Regions from separate parts of the Neogale vison genome. Here all the other regions are linked to region 2. The links are chromatin contacts, called in public Hi-C maps. All regions are on one chromosome and are shown on one strand. The core of a region is the stretch at or near the end of the contact, and the rest is flanking DNA. Distances in the headings are between cores, read along the strand shown.

Region 1 (2,930 bases), core at 401-2,900, 330 kb after region 2:
TTCATTCTATTTGCAGATGAGGAAGCTGAAGCTTAGAAAGAGGATCAGTAACTTCCCCAAGGCCACACAGCTAGTAAGTGATAGATCTGAAATTAAGTCTGAGTGCAAAGATACTATTAAGCTTTAAAATCAATTGTCTCAAATGGAACACTAAGCCTATGTGTAGTGTTTTTTGTTTTTGTTTTCCAGCAGGCTTTCGCCCCTACTCATTTGGGAACTTGTTTCTACTCTTAAAGAAAAATTGGGTTATAGCCGTGGCTTTGACTGCCTGGCGTGAAGGCGCCACCTGAATTCTCTGAACCCCTCTCCGGTCCATTGAATGGAAAGGCAGGACCATGAGACCACCAACCCCTTTCTAACGGTCAATGCCTACAACCTCTGTACTTTGTGGGTTCAGTGTTTGATCCCAGCTTACTTACTTTCCTAAATATAATGTTTTCTATTCTATTCAGAGCAAATATATTTACACTTTAATGACTGGCAACCTACCACTTACCTCTAATGGGAGCTGACTGCGTGGGTAATAATTGTAGTTACTTAGTGCATTTTTTGTCTACCAGGACAGGTACTAAGTACTCTACCGAAATGAGCACAACAGCTCTGTCCCATGGATTTTATGGTTCCCATTTGAGAGAGGAAAAAGCCAAGTCTCAGAAAGTTTTGACTTGTGCAAGGTCAAGCTAGAGAGTGGTGGAACCAGAATCCCATCCCCTCGTCTGACAGCAAAGCCCTTACATGTTAATGGGACATTAATGAAACTGTATGCATTTTCTAATTCCGCTTTGGGCTTCAAGATCTCGGACCTTGTTTTTTAACCATTAAAAAAAAAAAAACCAAAACTGTTATATATTAGCTTCTGTTTTTGATTTCAGTATCTATCCGTTTTACCAACCGATGGCGAAGCAGAGCGAACGGAGGTTAGTTTTTACGTTGAACGCCTCTTCCAAAGTCTAAGTTTACCGCTAAGCGCAGTGAAAAGAATGGAGCTCCTGGCTTTGTGCCTCTGCGCGGGTGCGTGGATCTCCTTCCGCGTCCTCCTTTCTGAGAACTCGCGTTCTTTCGCTGAACTACTCTTCCCAGCGTGCCGCGCGCCGAGAGCGCGGGCTCGACCGGCCCTCCCTTCCTCTTGGCCTATCACTCGGTCGCAGTATGATGATGCAAGCGCGTCGGGCGCTGACGAGTGACGGCGTTCTGGCTCGCGACCGCGGCGGCGGCCTTAGCAGCGGCAATAGGCGCAATAGCGGCGGCGACTGCAGGGACGACGACGACGGCGGGGCGGGCGCTGTGCGCAGAGGGGAGGGGTAGGCGGGCGGCGCCGGCGGCTTCAACTGCGGCAGCTACGGCTAGGGCGACGGAAGAATCCCCATCAGCCGGCGGTCGAGTTAGGCCTAAGCAGCGCCTGGAGCGGCTCGCTCTGTCCTCTGCGGGGGATCTCCATAGAGACCGTGACATACACAGAGGCGGGGGTCCGCGGGAGGCTGCCGGACCGGAGCCAGCTCCTCGGCCTCTGTCGCCGCCACCGCCGTCCCTGGTGCCAGCGCGCATTTTCTCTTCACTCCTGCTCGAAACCTCGCGCCTCCTGGTGTGGCCGTGCTCCCGTGTGTGGGCAGCGAAGGCGGACTTTTGGGCCGGGGCCGGGCGGGGGGGGGGCTCTAAGGCCTCCACCTCTGCCTCTCCCGCCCCCTTACCCGCCCCGAAGCGGGAAGCCGCGGAGGCTCCGCCATGGCCTCGGGAGCCGGAGGAATAGGAGGGGGCGGTGGCGGCAAGATCCGGACGCGGCGTTGCCACCAGGGGCCAATTAAGCCTTACCAGCAGGGGCGACAACAGCACCAGGTATGGGACCCCGACGCGGTGGCGTCTCAGCGGGTCGGGAACTCAGCGGGAGGGAACAGGCGGTGAGGGGCCCTGGCGCCCCACGTGGAGCGGACGGTAGGGCCTGAGGAAAGGCCCGAGCCAGGCGGCGGGATCTCAGGCCGCTGGGGTGGCGACGGGAAGTGGGCTGAGACAGGCCCATCTTTGCGGCACACACGTGTGGTTCAGGCCGCCTCCCTCCCCCCCAGCCCCCCCGCCTCTGGGCCAGGGGCTTCCCCAGACTGGCGTAGGGCGGGAACGGAAATTCTAGGCCTACGATGCGTATTTCTTTCGTTTTTGGCGGGGACTGGGAGGTTTGAGCGTATTACTCAACCTTCTCTCGAGGGAGAAAGGAGAAGATGTGGCTGGTGGTTCGTATGCTTGCTGTTTTCTACTCTCCCGCGTTTCAGTTTGTGTGGGGAGGGGCCTGTCCTAGGCAGTCCGCTTCCGAGGCGCCCGGGGGTGGGGATGGGGCGCTGTTAAACAGAAAGTGGAATAACTTTGTTTTCATCCTGTTCATTCCGCGTCTCCCCCGCCGGTGTCTTTCGATCTGAGAGCATCTGCTTTGATTTTTTTTTTCCCCCGAAACCCCCGTAACCTGGTTGTAGTTACCTAGGCCCTGGGGCATTTTGAAAGTCCCTCTCCACCCTTACGTCTTTTCTCCGCTGCGAGACTCTATCCTCCCTTCCTCTATCCTCCCCCCACCCCCATCTTATTTTGGAGGCTAGAACTGGCTATTCAGTACAGTTGACCGGGACTCCAGTCCTGATCTCATGCACGAAATATTTTAATTTTACGGGACGTATTCTAGACGTTTAGGTACTTTTGACACCCAGGAATGTTGGAGAGGAGGTCTTTTTTTTTTTTTTTAAATATTTTTATTTATTTATTTGACAGACGGGGATCACAAGGAGGCAGAGAGGCAGGCAGAGAGAGAGAGCAAGGGAAGCAGGCTCCCCGCTGAGCAGAGAGCCCGATGCGAGGCTCGATCCCAGGACCCTGGGATCATGACCTGAGCCACCCAGGCGCCCCTGAGGGGAGGTCTTAAATAATGAACCACCTTGCCTACTTAGGGGTGT
Region 2 (3,156 bases), core at 216-2,715:
TGAGAAGCTGTAGCATCACAATGGATTCCTTAGAGAGCTCATGTTATCTCCTGTTTGCATACCTTCAAGCATATGGTACAGGGTCTCTGTTTTCAGCCTTGCCTGAAGCTGGAGGAACCAGCTTCTGGTGCTTACTGGAAGGAGCTGCAGTGAGTGGTTTTCAAACTTAGCCGCACATTAGAATCACCCTGGGGGAGCCTTAACGAATTCCAGCTGCCCAGGCCGTACGCTGCACCAGCGAAACCTCCAGAGAGGCCCAGGAATTCACCACGTGCCAAGTTTACCAAGTCTGAGAACCTCTGGGATAGAGACGAGGGTGGGCTCTGCAAGCCGCCGGGCTTCAAATCCCAGCCCAGTCCCTTCCTGGCCAGGTGACCCCCGGCCAGATACTTAACTCGGTGAACTCTACACTAGAAAAGGGGTGAGGGAAATAATAAGTCCTTTATAGGATTGTCCTGAGCTTTAAGTAAGCTAATCCATGTCAACCACTTAAAAGGAGGCAGGTACGGATTATGAAGTGCTGCAGCAATTATGATCGCCAGCGTTCTCACTTCACACTCCTCTGGCTGACTTTCCCAGCCATGGCTCCCCCATAGGACACTCATTCACCCAGACCGCGTCTTCCATGGTCCTTTATCATGGCTTTGTTCATTCGCGAATTCATTTTTTTAAAAATTTTTTATTTATTTGACAGAGATCACAAGGAGGCAGAGGCAGACGGGGGCTGGGGGAAGCAGGTTCCCCGCAGAGCAGAGAGCCCGATGTGGGGCTCGATCCTACGACCCTGAGATCATGACCTGAGCCGAAGGCAGAGGCTTTAACCCACTGAGCCACCCAGGCGCCCCTACACGAGTTCATTTTTACGAGTATTCATGAAGCAGCTACTTTACTGCAGGTGTGATGAAGGCAACAGGCACACCTGCCTCACCCCCTCGGTTTTCCCCCCCACGGGTCTGCGTTTCCCAGTTAGATCCTAAGGGTCATGAGCTGTGAGACCGCGCTTTGTGCCTGGCACGTCCTAGCACTCAGCACTCAGCACCCAGCACCCAGCACCCAGCGCCACGGGCTGGAAACGACGGCAGGGTACCACCACCGGAACACCGTGTTCTAGCTCCTGCTCTGCCACGTGCAGCCTGGGTAATCGGGAACAAGCCCCGCGAGCTCCTCCAACAGCTGCGCTTCCTCGCGCGTTCAGCGGAGACGACCCGCCCACACTGTCGCGATGTCGCGTGGATACAGCTCGCAGGCGTCCACGCCCGGGCCCTCCCGCGTCAGTACCGCGCGTGCCCACCAGGGGTCAGCAGGCCGCGCCGCCCCGCGGCTGCGCGCTGAAGCCGCGACGTCAGCACCGGCGCCGCGCCCCGCCCCGCCCCGCCCCGCCCCGTGACCGTGACCGAGCGCGGCGCGCGGACGCGGCGGCCCCGCGGACTGGCGGCTGCCCCGCGGACTGGCGGCGGCCGGAGGAAGGCCGGCGGCCGCGCGATGGGGGCCGAGGCGTCGGGGAGCGGGCCGGCGCTGCAGGAGCTCGTGCGCGAGGCCGAGATCAGCCTGCTCGAGTGCAAGGTGTGCTTTGAGAGGTTCGGCCACCGCCAGCAGCGGCGCCCGCGCAACCTGCCCTGCGGCCACGTGGTGTGCCTGGCCTGCGTGGCCGCCCTGGCGCACCCGCGGACGCTGGCCCTCGAGTGCCCCTTCTGCCGCCGGGCCTGCCGGGGCTGCGACACCAGCGACTGCCTGCCGGTGCTTCACCTCCTGGAGCTCCTGGGCTCGACGCTCCGCCCAGGCCCCGCCGCCCCCCGCGCCGCGCCCTGCGCCCCCGGGGCCCTCACCTGCCACCGCGCTTTCGGAGGCTGGGGGACCCTGGTCAACCCCACGGGCCTGGCGCTGTGTCCCAAGACGGGGCGGGTCGTGGTGGTGCACGACGGCAGGAGGCGGGTCAAGATCTTTGACTCCGGGGGCGGGTGTGCTCACCAGTTTGGAGAGAAGGGGGAGGCTGCCCAGGACGTTAGGTACCCGCTCGATGTTACCGTCACCAACGACTGCCATGTGGTTGTCACCGACGCCGGCGACCGTTCTATCAAAGTGTTTGATTTCTTTGGCCAGATCAAGCTCGTCATTGCAGGCCAGTTCTCCTTACCTTGGGGCGTGGAGACCACCCCGCAGAACGGCGTCGTGGTGACTGATGCGGAGGCAGGCTCGCTGCACCTGCTGGAAGTCGACTTCCCCGAAGGGGTCCTCCAGAGGACAGAGAGGTTGCAAGTTCATCTGTGCAGTCCCCGCGGGGTGGCCGTGTCTTGGCTCACCGGGGCCATTGCTGTCCTAGAGCACCCTCTGGGTCTGGGGAGCGCGGTCGGCAGCACCACGGTGAAGGTGTTCAGCCCGACTATGCAGCTGATCAGCCAGGTGGATAGCTTTGGGCTGAGCCTCTTTTTCCCCTCCAGAATAACTGCCTCGGCCGTTACCTTTGATCACCAGGGGAATGTGATTGTTGCTGATACTTCTGGTCAGGCTGTCCTATGCTTAGGAAAACCTGAGGAATTTCCAGTCCTGAAGCCCATCATCACCCACGGTCTTTCCCATCCGGTGGCACTGACCTTCACCAAGGAGAATGCTCTTCTCGTGCTGGACAGTGCAGCACATTCTATAAAAGTCTACAAGGCGGACTGGGGGTAAAGGGGTGCGGTGGGGGCTCTGGGGTCTGCAGGCACAAGCCCTGGAATGCCATTAATGAATTGTTTAACCTTGGATCGGTTAACCTCCTCTCTCCAACAGGGATCATTCTAGCTGCCTGGCAAGCTTACAAAGGTAGAGGTAATTATTAAAGAATAATAATAAAGAAATCAATCTACCGTTTATTGAGTATGTGCTTCCTGTGCTGGGAAATTTGCAAATACTCGCTTCGTGTATTCTTACAGCTGTACGCAGGGAGGTAATGTCTGTTATTAATCCCATTTTAGAGATGAGGAAAACAGAGACCCAGAGAGTTCAAATGACGTCCCCAAGGTCACATTTATTTACTGTGACAGTCACGATGGGAACTCAACTCGGACTCCCCAACCCCTTTGCTCTTAAATAACATAACAGATAGGGGGTGTGTGTGACTGTATATTGTACAGGTAGCTATTTCTTTTGGTTGGATGTGCAGAGAAAGGGGACTTT
Region 3 (2,723 bases), core at 75-2,574, 420 kb after region 2:
GTGTTCTAATTCCCATACAGAAGTAAACAGACAATATTACAAAGAACATCAGGTAGGGCTCAAAGGTTCGTAACTCCGTCTGCATTCATGGAAATCTCCTTTCATATCCGTCAGCTTCCTTAATTCCCCTACCAATGACACCGATACTACCATTTATCATCATAGACCGCATCATACATAATAAATCCACGTCTGGATTATTCCCAGCACTACCCGCACCCCCCGACCCTGCCCCTGCCCTCAGAGTGGGAGCTCGGTCTCCACAGCACAGAGATCAAGCGGCTAGTCCCCTGAGCACAGTTATCTCCTTACACGTGGAGACGACTAGTCCCAGGAATAAGGGAATCAGGTCGGAGGACCAGGTCTAAAGGAAAAAGAAACCGTACAGCCTCGCCGCACACTTCAGGAACTTCCAGCCTGGGCGGACGACAGCTGCAGAACGCAGAGAAACACCAACCAGAGCGGCAGCAGCAGTCATGGAAGTCGAAAGCGCGGCCGCTCTACCCTCCGGAGAGCTCCCCTAAGACCCTTTCGCTCCGCCCCGCCCCGCCTCTCACCTGCCTGCCGCCCGGTCTCGCTCGGGCTTCGCGAAGGGGCGCCGGATCCCACTCTGGTCACTGGGGCTGTCCGGACGGGTCCCTGCCCGTGCGGAGCCCGGGCTCCCAGGCCCGCGGCCGGAGCAGCGGCGGTGATGCCGGTAGCCGCGCTCGGGTCAGGCCCTGCGGCTGCGGCGCTCAGGAAGTAGAAGGGGTTGTAATAGCCCAGCTGGAGGGGCGGTGGCGCCGCGGCCTGGGGGACGGCGGCGCCACCGCCCGAGGGGTAGCTCGGCGGGGGCGGCTGGGGGCTGCAGTAGGCGGGGAAGGCGGCCAGGCCGCTGTGCCAGGTGAGGTAGCCGCAGTAGGACTGCCACAGCCACTCGTGCACCTGCCGGGAATACTCGCGGGCGCTCAGCCGCGCCGGCCTCTCTCGCGGCGCGGCGGCCTCGGGCACCTCGCGGCCTGCCGGCTCCTGCAGCCCCGCGCGAGGGCCCGGGGCCGCCTCCCCGCACTTCCCGGGCTCGCGCAGCGGCTGCGACTCCTCAGTGGTGCCCGCGGCGGGCGCGAGGCCCGGGACAGGGGGCCTGCCCGGGGCCTGGGGTTCGGCCTGCGGCCCGTCCCGGGGCCGTGGGGCGGCGGCGGCAGGAGAGCCTCTCAGGGAAGGGACGGGCTCGGGGTCTCCTCCGCCGTCGTCCTGCCCAGGAGGGCGGCCTCGGGCTTCCTCCGGCCCCTCTGCCATCGTCGCCTCAGCAGCACCTTCGGCGGTCCTGTCACTGCGCCGTCTCCCTCCCCCACTAGCCCCTCCCCAACGGCCGGGTCGCCACCGCAGCAGCCGCAAGCGTCAACAATCCGCCACCGGAAGCGGAAACCCCGCCTCTCCCCGGCGTCGCAGGCCGCTGGGCGGAGCCGGGGAGGGAGGGCGTGGAGGAGGGGCTACGTGCAGCTACGCGGGCGTCCGGCGGCGGGCGTCTCAGCTGACAGGCGCTATTGGCTCCTCGGTTGTTCGGACCAGGTTGTCCGCTCCCTCGCCAGCTCTCGCGGTCTTCATGAAGTCTAAGGCCCGTGGCTTCCCCACATCATCCCCTGGGAGGTGGACTCAGGCTGTCCCAGGAGGAATTGCGGAGGGAGGAGCAGGATTTCCGAGGGAGGTCTGGGGTCCCAGGTTTCGGTGACGAGCCGCGACTGCGGGTCTCCAGGCACAGGGCTTGTTGCTTACTCCGCCTGCATTCTTTCCAGTAATCAGCCTTGGCCGTGTGTGCTCAAGACGGTGACGCAAGGCAGGCGCTAAACCGACTGAGCTACCCAGGTGCCTCTAAGGCCAACATTTATTAGAGAAAGAGAAAGCAAACTGGATTATCCTAGGACTTCAACATTACCACTTCATAAGAGGAGAAAATGGTAAAGCATTTAAAATATTCAAAGAAAGAAAACAGGAACTGAGGACTTTATATTCAACAAAACTGATTTTCAAGTATAAAAACAGGCAATAAAAACAGACAAAGGCAGAAGGACAGTGATGAACATTAAATCTTTAATTACGTGTAGCTCTAAGACTAAATGAGGGTGTGTTTCAGTCAGGGTGCGTTCAAGTGACAGAAACCACAGAGTAATCGGAATGGAGAACGTTTGCTATAAAGCATTATTAATGGAATTGGAGTGAAGGGAAGTTGGAGGGTAAGAAGCCAAGAGAAGTCCTACCACGTAGGAGCAGTAGATCTGGGGAGCAGCCACCACTCCCAGCACCGAAACTGAATGCCCGAGGAAGGGCTCCTCACCCCCACCCTGGGGCTGAGGTCTGGACCTTGTTGGGGAGCGCATGACTGGGGCTCACTGCTGGACACAAGCTCACAGAAGTGGGGCCTCAGTGGGACTTCTTAGAAATCTCCCACGGTCCAGAGAGAGCGCCTTCCTGTAAGTGGTTTCTCTGGAAGGCACTTGGCCAGCAGCTTGCCACTCTGAAGCCATCCAAGAGAGGGGGTGGCCTGGGCAGCTGCTGCGTGTTGGCCCCCCCGGCAGTACCGGAAGGAACCCTGCCTTCTGTGGGAGCCCAAGGAGGTTAGCACATGAAAACCGGAAGGGGAAGCCTCTTCCTCCCCCGTGGCTCTCCAGTGCCTTCTACTAACCAAACCTAACATCTGACCAACTGGCATGGAAGGAGTATTTACAGAGTTCAGCCCCATTATTGCA

Evidence for each region. A called contact is a pair of places that touch in the nucleus more often than the background predicts.
Region 1: a contact with region 2 is called in a Hi-C map of fibroblasts, with 7 times the contacts expected there. The contact joins the promoter of NUP153 here to the promoter of NHLRC1 in region 2. A contact is called at or near these places in 2 of 3 Hi-C or Micro-C datasets (fibroblasts and muscle).
Region 3: a Hi-C map of muscle shows a contact between it and region 2, with 8 times the contacts expected there. The contact joins the promoter of FAM8A1 here to the promoter of NHLRC1 in region 2. A contact is called at or near these places in 2 of 3 Hi-C or Micro-C datasets (fibroblasts and muscle).

The regions. Positions count from the first base shown.
Region 1 is chr1:140,009,945-140,012,874 of ASM_NN_V1, reverse strand. It overlaps NUP153 (nuclear pore complex protein Nup153), which reads left to right and starts at 1,650. Exons shown (of 21, transcript XM_044259434.1): 1 at 1,650-1,833. The coding sequence starts at 1,723.
Region 2 is chr1:140,343,054-140,346,209 of ASM_NN_V1, reverse strand. It overlaps NHLRC1 (E3 ubiquitin-protein ligase NHLRC1), which reads left to right and starts at 1,465. Exons shown (of 1, transcript XM_044238636.1): 1 at 1,465-2,850. The coding sequence starts at 1,483. The coding sequence ends at 2,670.
Region 3 is chr1:139,924,087-139,926,809 of ASM_NN_V1, reverse strand. It overlaps FAM8A1 (protein FAM8A1), which reads right to left and starts at 1,324. Exons shown (of 5, transcript XM_044259453.1): 1 at 558-1,324. The coding sequence starts at 1,275.